2 separate regions of the Danio rerio genome follow, and region 1 is linked to region 2. A link is a contact called in public Micro-C data. All regions are on one chromosome and are shown on one strand. The core of a region is the stretch at or near the end of the contact, and the rest is flanking DNA. Distances in the headings are between cores, read along the strand shown. Region 1 overlaps dock8 (dedicator of cytokinesis 8). Region 2 overlaps fancc (FA complementation group C).

The links. Hi-C and Micro-C count contacts between places; a contact is called where the count stands out from the background.
Region 1: a contact with region 2 is called in a Micro-C map of caudal fin, with 6 times the contacts expected there. The contact joins two enhancer-like sites. A contact is called at or near these places in 4 of 18 Hi-C or Micro-C datasets (caudal fin, embryo, hematopoietic stem cells and 1 more) and 1 of 4 datasets of contacts at active chromatin or transcription factors (caudal fin).

What each region holds. Positions count from the first base shown.
Region 1 is chr8:32,410,350-32,417,513 of GRCz12tu, forward strand. It overlaps dock8 (dedicator of cytokinesis 8), which reads right to left. Exons shown (of 47, transcript XM_021478460.3): 44 at 5,867-6,010; 45 at 3,426-3,532; 46 at 645-815. Among named protein-coding and RNA genes, the nearest start is that of aopep, 17 kb to the left of the region's middle. Within about 2 kb of position 3,657, at least 21 of the 62 cell types and tissues checked have an H3K27ac peak or open chromatin away from gene starts, as enhancers often do.
Region 2 is chr8:32,230,787-32,237,543 of GRCz12tu, forward strand. It overlaps fancc (FA complementation group C), which reads left to right. Exons shown (of 13, transcript NM_001040637.1): 10 at 914-1,001; 11 at 2,217-2,391; 12 at 2,509-2,703; 13 at 5,101-5,407. The coding sequence ends at 5,241. Among named protein-coding and RNA genes, the nearest start is that of mir24-3, 8.6 kb to the right of the region's middle. Within about 2 kb of position 2,360, at least 14 of the 62 cell types and tissues checked have an H3K27ac peak or open chromatin away from gene starts, as enhancers often do.

The DNA.
Region 1 (7,164 bases), core at 2,407-4,906, 180 kb after region 2:
TCAGAATGAGTCTATGTTGCAGATAATGCATTTATTTCAAGCAAACTTGTTCCTTCAGCTTGCAATAGCACTACCATGTTGTCACGGCAAAGTTGGTCACACCTCTCGATTTGTTCACTGTCAATAAGGGGTTATTTTATTGGCTTGTCGGTTTTTTTATTAGTATAATTTAAGATATTGAGTTATATTTTAAAAACCTTGCATTATATGTTTAAATATTTTATTTTATAAAATAATAAAAAACTATTACAAAGCAGATTTAAACCAAGTGCATACAGAATTTTATGTTTCGGCACAGAATTTTTATTGTGGTACATAACCAGCATGTACTCCCCCAAAGAGCAATACTTACAAGTATACCTCTCCCAAAAATGACAAATAGCTATTATTTTTGCACCCCTGTGTCTTTCTCAATCCATGTCATTTTATTTTATTTTTTCTGAGGAATGCAAAAAGTGTTTTAAACAATATTTGCATAAATCTTTTCCAAACTCAAAAACATCACCACAAATCTGCCGTAATGAGAGAATCTTTTGTTTTTGGGTGTGCTATTCCTCTAGCAGCAATTATGGAAATACTCCTGAACGCTGGAGAGATTTGCTGATTGCGGAGTCAAAGATCAAGTGTAGCACTAGTGGATTTACCTGTTCTCGATGCGAGGTTTGATGATGGGCTTGTAGAGCTCTGGGATCTTTCTCTCCAGCATTGGCCTCAGGTTCTCTCGCAGTTTATTGTAGTTTTTCTTCATCTCCTGCTGGTACTCCTTCTGATCGGGAGTGATGAGTTGCTTGTTCTTCTCAATGGCCTCTCCACACCTGCAGGTTTGCAATCACAACAGCATTAGCGACACAAGAAGAGGAGCAGAGCACCAGGTCAGGAATAATTAGTGCAATTAGCTGCATTTGGATAGAAAAAGACAAAAGAGTTGCATAAGGAGTTTTCACATTCACACACACACTCATACACTACAGACAATTTTGTCTACCCAATTCACCTGTACCGCATGTCTTTGGACTTTGGGGGAAACCGGAGCACCCGGAGGAAACCCACGCGAAGGCAGGGAGAAAATGCAAACTCCACACAGAAACGTCAACTGAGCCGAGGTTCGAACCAGCGACCTTCTTGCTGTGAGGCGACAGCACTACCTACTGCGCCACTGCCTTGCCGGGGTTTATAATTTATAAAAGATAAAGTTCTGTACCTTTTTTTTTTGGTTGGCTTTTCATATACTTATTTAAAATCAAAGTTTCCAATGCTGTGATTCACCTTGGTGAATGACAGGTTGGTTTGGTTTATGGCTTATGACACTTTACATTTTTTTTTTTTTTTTAATTCCTGTTGTTACTGAAAATGTGGATGGGCATTAATGCACTACAGTGCAGTCAAATCCAGATTCTACTTGTGACAATCAAATGTAACCATAGCAACAGTGAACAAAGTATACATGAAAGATGGCACCATCAAAAACTGCAAAGATTTATATCACATCTGACATAACACAGATGTGTGATTTTATGCATTAAGTCTTAATTAACCAATTAAAACTTTTAATTTTGACGCAAAACTGGAGGTTGTGACTGTAAACCTGTAGATGACATGGCTCAGGTAAATTTGTGATGTTGCTTGCGTATGATTGTTAAGATCAAGTAGAGATCTATTGAGCTATATTAGTAATTCTGTTATTTGTGAACACAGTTTGTTAACAATGGGCTTTACCAATTGACATCTACTCTGCACCTGGAACGAACCAGATTTATTTTAAAAGGCAACATTGGACAATTTCAGAAAATTTGGGGCCCTTTCTTTTATTACTTCATGGGGAATTCTTCCCCCCAAAGCAATGTATTGTAACTAAAAGTTGTTTTGATTATCACTGTAGTGTATACTTACAGGCTGGGCTTGGGGTGTTTGGTTTTTTTTTTATGTTTGTTTGTTTGTTTGTTTGTTTGTTTTGTTTTTGTAAATGTATGCATATCAGAAAACTAATCCTGTGATTATTGTAAGTTTATTCAACGACCAAATAAAAAACTTATTTGACAAAAAAAAAAAACAATGGGCTTCACCAAAAATATGGTTGGGAGTCCTGAAAATGTATCTTTGGTTTTAGAACGTGAACTAGAGTTGTTATTTCAGTCCTGTGAAAAACCAAATGTGTGTGAGCAAAACCGTGTTAAAGGGATAGTTCATCCCAAAATAAAAATGTACTCATTATTTACTTTACATCACTTAAATCGGGCGTTGCAGTGGCACAGTTGGTAGAGATGTCGCCTCACAGCAAGAAGGTCGCTGGTTCAAGCCCCGGCTGGGTCAGTTGGCATTTCTGTATGAAGTTTCCATGTTCTCCCTGTATTTGCGTGGGTTTCCTCCCAGTGCTCCGGTTTCCCCCACAGTCCAAAGACTTGCGCTATAGGTGAATTGGGTGAGCTAAATGTATGTGTGTGAATGAAAGTGTATGGGTGTTTTTCAAGACATGGGTTGCAGCTTAAAGGCTATCTGCTTTTCCACATGCTGAAAAAGTTGGCCGTTCAATCCACTGTGGTGACCCCTGATTAATAAAGTGACTAAGCCGAAAAGAAAATGAATAAATGAAAGCTGAAAACCTGTAACCATTGACTTCCATAGTAAGAATAACAAAATGTATGGTAGTCAATAGTTTCAGGTTTACAGCTTTCTTCAAAATATCATATTTTGTGTTCAACAGAATAATTAAACTCATAAAGGTTTGGGTCAAGTGAAGGTAGAGTAAATGATGACCATTTTTAGTTGTGAATGAACTGTCTCTTTAATAATCCTGTTGCTTTGTGAATGTGGGACACTAAGGGACAAAACCGCTTTTTTAAATACATTTTAAATGGCTTCAAATCTTCCAAATATGTTTTAAACAGTCTAGGAGGAGAATTAACATCTTGGCACAAATAACGCTAACTTGGCTGAAGAAGGATTGTGCCAGCTTGGATGGATTATGGGGAAAAATAAACATATTTTAAATGACGGTAAATATTTGTCTGCAACTCTGGCAACAATCAAGCCCCAGAATCCAACAAGACCTGATCTATCACCAAAAAAAAAAAAAAGCAATATATAAAACCTTCAACTTGTATACATCCTGCGAAAACTCCCTGCATTCGAAATCTTAATTTGTTGCGAGTCTTGCTTTAAACATTGTGATGATTATGCAAAACAAAAGCAGCTGGGTGGCATTAAAGTGGGGTTTCTCCGCTTGCGGAAAAGCCCCCTCGGGTGTCTTACGTCCACATATTTCAATGAACTTTCAAATAAAGAACTATAAACAAACCAATCACTATTAAATAAAGGCGCTTCCATATTTCCTTTGATCCGACAATAGAAATCAAGCTCCGTTAGGTCGAACGTCACTGAAAAACTTTTGAGTTTGTATGTCTTTGCCATTGGAAGCAGCCACTCACCGCAGTATGAACTCTTTGAAACACAAGCGCAGTTTGTTGTGATGACGGAAGAGCTTGGGGTCTGCTGGGATTTCATTCAAGAAGACCTGGGCCACCTCCAATGGACCCTGCGGAGACACACCGAGTGAGAAAAGGAAAGAAAAGCCCCCCTTTCTCCCCCCCACTGCACTAGTGGAGAAAATGAATGCTTCATCCATTGGAGGCCACAAGGTAAAGTCAACACATAAGGGAAAGATCATGAATAAGTCTTTGTGTGAGTGATGTCACCGTGGAGCCAGGAGCAGAGGCATTGCTGCGCTCTTTGTATGTTGTTTCTCCAAAGGGCATTTATCACAAAACCGCAGCCCTATCCACGGGATTTGGATACGTTCTTAACTTGATTAGTGGTGTAAACTGTCACTCTGGAGCTTCAGGCATCATTATAAGTGTAGAGACGTTGGGAGAATCGCTGTGAATCCCTACAACCTTAAAATGAACGTTTTGCTTTTATGTGGTGTCCTTACATTACCTAAAGTATTTGAAAACCACAGCGGAGATCTGTAGTAGAAAAAGGATGGAAGGAGACTGGCTGGCTGGAAAAGCGACTGAGGCTGTGTTTATGTCAGGGGATTAAGGTATGGTTGTTTAGAAGGGATCCATTAGCCCCTGCTGGTAGATGTGGAAACTACATATTCTGGACTCCAAAAAAAGCATCTTTTCTCATTGATGGTTATTTAAAATGATCACAATCATTTTTTGAAATAGACTTATTTTTTTATTTATTTACTTATCTCATTATGTTAAATAACAACAATAATAATAAACATTATTAATTATAACAACAATAAAAACAATAATATTAAAAATATTGTTTGTTTCTTTTATTTTTTTGTTAAATAATAATAATTAATTATAACAACAATAAAAAACAATAATATTAATAAAAAAAATATTATATTAATTATATTCTCTCACTTGACATATTGCATTACATCATGGTCACAAGCCTCTTGAACTACATTCAAGTCTATTGACTCGATATATAAACAAGCCAAATTATGGACTTAAAGCCTATGCGAGGGCATCATTGTGATGTTTTACTGTATGTAAACATAACTTATTTTAGTTTTGATAGTTTTATTAAATTTGATTATCTTAAATATTTAAATAATCATGTTCCAATGCTGTTTTCAGATCATCAGGGTCATACCAGCAACTGCTAACAGGGATTGTCTAGTGCAAAAGTGTAAGACCTCTTTTAGTCAATGTTGTAGTTGGATTTAGCTGTTTGCCTAAAATTAGAAAGTAATCTGTTTATTTATATATATATATATATATATATATATATATATATATATATATATATATATATATATAGAGAGAGAGAGAGAGAGAGAGAGAGAGAGAGAGAGAGAGAGAGAGAGAGAGAGAGATTTTATATACTTTGTTTCTAAAATCTTTTCATAATTTACAATAACTTCAATTTATTTATGTTAAAAATATATATTTCCTCATGTGATTAAAAGCTAAAATTCAACAGCCATTACTGTAGTCTTTAGTGTCTCATGATCCTTCAGAACTTGAAGCTTAATATTTTTAGCAGAAACTGTGACTTATTTTCAATATTCTTTGAGGAATAGAATGTGTAAACTAAAAACAAAACTAAAAACTAAAATTAGAGTATGAAATTATCTATTATAGTAATCCAAAGTGCAAACACCATCATGATTTATAATGTGAAATAATTGTAGAATGTGGATTTAATTAATTTAAACTTATTAAAAAAAAATTTAATCAATTTAATGTATCCTTATGTCTATTCATTTTTTATTTGACAAAATAATCAACTAATGCTGACATTTGTATCACTACATTAATGAATTATTCATATTGTAGATGTTTTGCTAATGGCACATGTTGCATTTTCAAATACATGTTAAAAGCAAAACACTGGTCCTGTTAAAAGCAGAGGCAAAAACATTTTAAAAGCAGACTGAACAAATGAGATATTTAAACTTTGAATTGTAAAATCTCAAAGCATTAAAATGTTCTCTTTTCAATCACATTCTGCTTTCCATTCTACATAATATTAGTCACCATTTTACCTTTCACAATGAAAATTGCACTGAATAAAAACATCAGAAAAAGCCCATATGTAGACTAGCCCAAATCAGGAAAGTGGTCAAAATTAGTCAGAAGAGATGGATTTAATTATTTTAATGTATCCTTGTGCATATTTATTTTTCATTTGACAAATCTATTGTTGAACTTTGGATTTCTATATTAATGAATTATTTATACAGTAGATGGTTTGCTACACTAGGGCACTTAGAACACTAGGTGTAAATGTAAATGGTTGTCCTTCATCTACGTGTGATCCAATCAACCACACTGCATCATGTGTATAAAAACAAACAAACAAAAAAAAAGTCAGAGCAGTCGTGTATATAATGGTTTCAGACCTGATTGACAGTGGCTGTGACAGATCCCTGCAGAACCATCTGAAGCATCACAGCATCCGGTTTCTCCCTGTGTGTGGCTTCAGCCAGCTCTCGGGTCTTCTTCTGCATGTCCTCAATGGCCACCTCGATTGGTGTGAGGTCAAACTGAAAACATGTCAAGAGAGAAAATTCATTTTTGTATACATCATCCTAAAAAAAATAATCATCCACAGAAACCATGAACCATTTTCTGTTCAAATCCATATTGCGGGCAAAGAAATAAACAAATGCCACCAAAATGGAGTTGTCACGGTCGGGGTGTCTCATCTCAGTGCCAACCAAAACAGAAACCAACTAGACGGAGACGCTGAGAATGAAGCAGCGCAATGCTGACAGAACAAAACACAAATACGAGTACAAGAACGCACGCATCCGAGGCACCCAGAGACACACACAATGACAGAAACAGGACAAGACAGGGCCAGTGTCCGGACTCTGCCACCACAACAAGAATTTACAAGACCAGAGTGGCAGAACCCTGACAGGAGTACTTTGTGTACTCTCATTGTTATTAAAAGGAAAAGAAAAAGCAAATGTTAAAGAGACAATACAGCCAAAAATCTGGTTATCATAATTTCTTCATTCTTTGGACACACAAAAAAGATATTTTGAAGAATGCTGTAAATCGTTAACCATTGACTTCCATAGTACTTTTTTTATTTTTTATTTTTTAATGAAAGTCAATGTTTACGGGTTTTAACTTTCTTCAAAATATCTTTATATATATATATATATATATATATATATATATATATATATATATATATATATATATATATATATATATATATATATAAATATATATATATATATATATATATATATATATATATATATATATATATATAAATATATATATATATATATATATATATATATATATATATATATATATATATATATATATATATATATATATATATATATTTAAGGGAAGAAAGAAACTCAATGTTTTTGAAACCACTTGAGGAGACTAAATAGTTAGCAAAGTTTCATTTTTGGGTGATCTATCTCTTTACTTTCATTTAACATGGAAACTGTGTAAAGAGGAAGGAGAGTCCACATCCTTATCGAAAATACTGTGAATCATCCTGTGTGACAAATAGTTTATTTCTGGTATGTCAGTTGCTCATTTTATTGCTTTGCTAGTAATTCTGGAGGATATTAACCCTTTAACTGGGCACCGAAACTGGTTGACCTTTAGTCCATAGGTTATCATTAAAACCAAAAACTCTATATTTAACCCTAATAAGAACATA
Region 2 (6,757 bases), core at 1,110-3,609:
ACGCCGATTTCCTCTACTCGTGCACAAAACTTCTTGCATGCCCCCTCAAACTGCTCAAGCGCAGATCTTCTTGTGCGCTCTCAAATAAATCCTGCTGAAGTGCGATTTCGTGCATTTATGTAACAAGTATGTCTTTAACATTTATAAGATTTGCTGGGAATATTTATAAATGTCTCCAATAGACCTACAGAGTGCGCCCTGAAGTAAAGTGAAATGGCGGGATTAATTTTGGCATGCGCCCCACCATGGAAAAATTAATGTAGCGAAAACCATGCCGTTACAACGTAACTTGCTCACCTGATGTTTACGTTCATAATATTTATATCATTTGATAATTAATTCTGTGTCTCATTTTGAAGCCTGCTACTGTCCACCGGAGGTTGCATTTCGGTCGCTTGCATGATTTCAGAGCCTTTCTTAAAGATTTGCATGAATGAATAAATGTAATGCGCTGTTTTCCACCAAGGTAACCCAGTGTGCTGAAATATAATTGGCTAAACTAGCATTGGGCAGGTTAAAATTACAAAACACAGCTTTCCGGCACGTAAAATGCATTTTCAACGCAGAATATCTGACTTCAGCATTGTTTTTTAGATAATCAAGTATGCTCACTTGGCATGTTTCTTAAATATTTGCAAACATATTATGGTATTTGTATGCTTTAGAAGAGATTCACATCACCTTAAGGATAATAATTTAGATATATTCATAAAGACCAAAATCTCTAATGACAATATAGCAGGCAGCAACATTTCCATACGTATCACTGGCCAAATATAATTTAAGTCTTACTGAAGGATTGGTACATTTAATTCAACTGCAGGTTTGTTATCAGTGAGTAAGTTAGATATCCAGCTCCAAATCAATTTCAAAAGTGTCTCATTTCTGCACTTCTCATTTCACCGTCTTTCAGAGGTTCCCAGGGAGGCCTGGCTGGATCATCTGAGCTGGATCACAAGTTTACTTCAGAGCGTGACGGAGAATGAGGAGGAAGATGTCAGGTGAGATGAGCTTTAAGACACTCTACACTTCATCGCTCTCTTATCATCCGCAGTGCTCTTAGTAGAGAGATTTGATCCTGTATGTTTCTAGGCAGCTCAGGTTTGACACAGGAGAGCATTTGGACACAGATGAACAGATTTTCAGTGATAGATTTTCACTTCAAGTACACAGCTCCTCTTCACAAATCCTTGTCCTGAAAAAAGCTCTGTCCACGTCGAGACCAAGTATCGTGTTTAAATGTCTTGAAAAGCTTGAAAATTGATCTATTATAATTCATGAGGTCTTTTGTACTGTAGATGTTACCCTCCTTTCAAAGCCCCATTCTAATAGATGTGCATGTATAATATATGCACATAAGGATGAAGTATGTTATAAATTTAGCAGGACAAATCAGGTATATTAATTTAAACTTTGATGTGTATAGAACTATTTATGGTAATTCTTTACACATTTAGAGATCACTAGGGATATCCAGATCCAATCACATAATCGGGACCGGACATAACCTCCCAATCAGAAGTCGAATTAATATATATATATATATATATATATATATATATATATATATATATATATATATATATATATATATATATATATATATTAGTGCTGTCAATCGATTAAAAAAATTAACTAATTAATCGCACTTAAAAAAAAATTAATCGTGAAAAGACTGAAGCTTAATGTAAAATTAATGTAAACGCAAGACAAATACTGTTTTAATTCAAAATATAATTCATTATTAGAATTTTTGTTTAACTTGTAACACAGATTTCTTTATGTAAACAACATACCCACAATAAACCATCATATATATATGTATATGTGTATGTGTATATAAAATCTATATTTGCTGAATAAAAGTAATAATAATTAAACACAACAAAAACAACAACAATTTGGCTCTCAGCCATAATCGTTTCTTCACAATAATAATAACTTTCATTTTCAGTGCATTTTATAGATTTTTCTAGTTATAGCCATTGTTGTCATATGGTCTTTTGCATAAAAGTGTGCATATTTTTATATTTATTGCAAAAGTGTCAACTGCAGGTGTCATCAGGATGATAAACTAGAACATGCATCTATCAGTCATGAAAAAAAATCTCTTTCTCTTAACCAGAAACTCACTCAATCTACTCATGCCTCCACATATGTAACAGCAAATAACAGTTCTGTTTTTCACTGTGTTTGGATGGATGGTGATTTTCTAGGGCGTATCAGCCTATGTTTGAGGCTTGGTTCCTGCTGGTGCGTTGTGGGTATTGGGTGGACACAGCCGTCGAGCTGCTTGTTCTGGCAGCGTCTGGAAACACGGAAGCGCTGCTGTGGCTGCTGACGTTCTTCCACCACCCCACCAACAGAGGGCACCAGCGCTCCCAGCAAACCGTAAGAGATCTAATTATGGCAGCGCAGCCAGTCCACCCTACGTCACAAGTTAAAAACAGCAAAGTGAAGCAGACTGGAAAATTACTGATGGCTTCCTCCTCTTTGTCTTAATCTCAGGCAGTGGCCAGAGAAGCCTGGACTCATCTGAGGATGCTGTTTCTCAATCATCCTCCTCCTCCCAGACACCTCAGTGCTGTGAAAGAGCTGTTGTCCTCCTCCTCCATTTCGGCAAACCTTGTCTTGCATCTGTTTTCAAACTTTGCCGTCTTTTCCCACGGACCTGTTAGCATTATCACTGAAATAAGTGACAAGGTGAGGTCTTCAGTGAGTCAGTTTTAGCACACTGTGAAATTACATTTACGTCTTCAAATGCCAGGGGTTTGCTCATGCGAACCCGGTGGCCTATTCAAGACGAGACGAGGGCTGCGCGGAGCCCAATTAAGTTGTCATCAGTGCCTTTATTGACCCTACGCTAGTTCTCGTGGTATGCAGAGAACAACAGAATAAAACGGGCTGCTGGCTGTTTACGACACATTTAAAATCAGAAGCGTTTCAGCTTCATGCACGCACACACACACACACATACACACATACACACACACACACACACACACACACAATGATAAATAAAAGTCTGCAAACAAAAGCTTGAATGCAGAGTTTTGATAGTCCTCTCAGCTTTGGTTACTCTATGATTTATTCAGAATTGGTATTTTATGTGGTATTTAATATAATATTCATGCACATGCAACAATTCATAGTGACCACAGGCTGTTAAAGATCGAAACTGAAAAACAGAAACCATAAAAGCACTTTGGATCATTTTAAAATCCAAGATTTCTAGAGTCCTCTGCTAGATTTGAATGAGCAGCAGACTGAGATTTAAATCATTATTCATTTTTGATTAGTTTTTTTTGCTGAAACTCAAGTCAGCGGTTTGAACTGGTTCAGAAGGATGATTCATTTACTGATGCAATTCTTTAGCAAGCGAGTGGTCTGATTGCAGTCATTCTTGTGTTAACAGCTCACTGCAGAGGAAGGTTTTCATTGACTTATTTACTTCACTTTTTTGTTTTGTTTTCTTTATAAAAAGAGCCCCCAGCAGTTTTTTAGGTTGTATTACACTACCACAATGTCAGTCCAATGTGGTTTGTAAAGATTTTTACACAATTAATTAATTCCCTTATCCTATTTAATAACAAAAAATAAATAAAACTAATCCATTCTCTTTTAGAATTGTCTGGTAGATATAAAACAAACTTAAACTTTGGTTTATCATCATAAAAAGTGTTGATGATGTTAAATTAATTTTACTCATGATATAAACGTTCTGAATTGAAATAATTTAGACTTTTTTTTTACTCGACACGAGTTTGTTCAACTGTTGCACTGCCATATAATTGATTATTAAAATAATATGGAAGGTTCTAGCCCTGTCATGATAAAGAATTTTTGTAGTGCCATATATTGTCACGTTTATTGTTGTGATAAGCGATATAATTGTCATTTTGAGATCATTTTATGCCTCTTATTACATAATGGTTATATAACGGCATAATAATGAAAATAGCCATGAACACTTTACATTACTTAGCATTCTTAAATTTATTTCAATTCTATAATTTGATGTCAAAAAGGTAAAAGTCCTATTATATATACACTATTAAATGTTCTATTAGGTAAATGTACAGTTATAAACTTAGATACCGGGGAGGGCGAATGGAAATGTCATCGTAAAATGGCTCAAACATTATTTGTGAATTTGTAAATATACACACACTGGCCACTTTATTAGGTACACCTTATTAGTACCGGGTTGGACCTCATTTTGTCTTCAAAACTGCCTTAATCCTTCGTGACATACTATAGATTCAACAAGGTACTGGAAATATTCTTCTAAGATTTGTGTCCATATTGACATGATAGCAGTTTCTGCAGATTTGTCAGCAGCACATCCATGATGCAAATCTTTCATTCCACTACATTCCAAAGGTGCTCTATTGGATTGAGGTCTGGTAATTGTGGAGGCCATTTGAATACAATGAACTCATTGTCATCGTGTTTAAACCAGTCTGAGATGATTCACGCTTTGACATGGTGCGTTGTCCTACTGGAAGTAGCTATCAGAAGATGGGTACACAGTTTCTAAAATACTCAGACCATCACCAACAACCTTACCACGTTCAAAGTCACTTAAATCACTTTTCATCTCCATTCTGATGCTCGATTTGGACTGCAGCAGATGGTCTTGACCATGTCTACTACCTAAACGCATTGAGTTGCTGCCATGTGAATGGCTGATAAGAAAGTTGCGCTAACAAGCAGTTGTACCTAATAAAGTGGCCGGTGAGTGTACATTGCAATGGCAAAAATGATTAAGGTCATCTCCAAATATTGCACGATAAGTTGATATATTGATTATTGTGACAGGCCTAGAAGGATCTCTGTGAAACGTAACTTAAAAAAGCTAAACTGATGTGGAACTGATGGTATGTTTTGGCTGACCTCTTGTGATCACACAACTGAAAAAAAAAAACAGCATTAAAAACTAACCAAAATGTTCCCTGTGTCCAGGCAAAGAATGGGAGTAAATAATGACAGAATAATATACATCACTCACTTCACTAGCTCATCTTAATAACTGTATTAGTTTACTGGACTTCTATGATGACCGTTTAACCGCGTGTGTGTGTTTTGTGATGCTGGCAGGTGCTGACTGAGACTGCTGTGAGGCGCAGGGCACTGTGGATCCTTGCCTCCATTCGCTGCAGACTAAACAGCGCTTCCTCACGGGACGACAGGGTTCATTCCAGGCTGAGGACACTTCAGGACACCCTCCTCCAAACCTGAGAGTCTCGCGTAAAAACTCCCAGCTTCTAGTGCTCCAACAAAACTGTTTATTAGGAGAAGGAATCCTGGCGTGGCTCGGTTACGCAGCGAAGCGTTGGGTGGGACGATACGGCATTTATAGAAGAGAAGCGCAGCTGCCGTTTTTAACTTGAAAAGCAGTGGGTGTTCTCCCCTTAAAACCCAAGAACGGGCCTCTCTCCGCACTTGATGTATTGAGCCAAATAAAAGCAACACATGTATTTGTATCTGTGTGTTTGGATGACATCAAACGCGAATGGGAGAAAGTAAATTTCCAGGGATGCGACTGCTGTCAGATGTGCGGGTTGTATTTCGTGAATGTTTGGAATCGGCGTCTTTGTTGTTTGACTGTGAAGCTCCGTCTCGCTAACACGCCGTTTATCTTCGCTCTCTGTCCTCCCACACACTCTTTTGACAGGAGAGCATGCCGGAGTCCTTCTCACCACATGAATGCTCAAGTGTGTGTGTTTGTGTTTGTGTTTGTGTGTGTGTGTGTGTGTGTGTGTGTGTGTGGGGTGGGGGGGGGGTAATCCCAGTGCACGGCCTCCTGAAGAGTTTAGTGTCTGTGTACTGTACTTTCTAGACTTCATCAGTGCTTCTCCATGGGTCTGGCTCTCCCTGTAGGACTATTTCCCCACGGCTTTTTCATTATTCAGTCTCTCTAGCATGTGTTTATCAATCAAAACTAGGTCATTCTGAATTTACAGCCTCACAATCACTATGCTTTTATTTGAAAATGACTGGTGTCAATAGGGGTGTTAACAACACAATGCAAAGATGCAGCATTGTGTGTTACACTTAAACAAGGTGTTGAACTAACTTAATTTACGGAAAACTTTTCCACTTAATTATTTCAACTGATCTTTTACATAAATTGAACCCACAAGCAAAATTCATTTGGAACCAATTGTCAAATCATGTTCATTTGAATTACCAGAACTTTCTGTTGCTTATTGCAGTTCAACCTGCAACTGTTTTAATAATGCCTCCAGTTGACTGAGATATCAGAACTGGCATTAGCACAGTTGTGGCCCACTGAGTGGTCACTAGAAATATTGTTATTAATGAAGCTGCCAACACCCAATGAGGGCTGCTCTTCTTCAAATTGATAACCTCAAAACCTTCTAAATCAGGCATGCCAAGCTCTATTCCTGGAGGGCCGCAGCCCTGCACAGTTTACTTCCAACCCTAATTAAACAAACCTGATCATACTAATGGAGTCCTTCAGGCTTGTTTGAAACCTACAGGTAAGTGTGTGGGAGCAGGGTTGAAACTAAACTGTGCAGGGCTGCGGCCCTCCAGGAATTGAGTTTGACATCCCTGTTCTAAATCTTTTAAGTGCAGATTAAACTCTTAAGACAGGGGTGCCCAAACTCGGTCCTGGATGGTCAGTGTCCTGGAGATCCAACATACCTGCAGGTATGTTTCTTAAAAGCCTAGTAAGAGCTTGAGTAGCTAGGCCAGGTGTGTCTGATTGGGGTTGAAACTAAACTTTGCT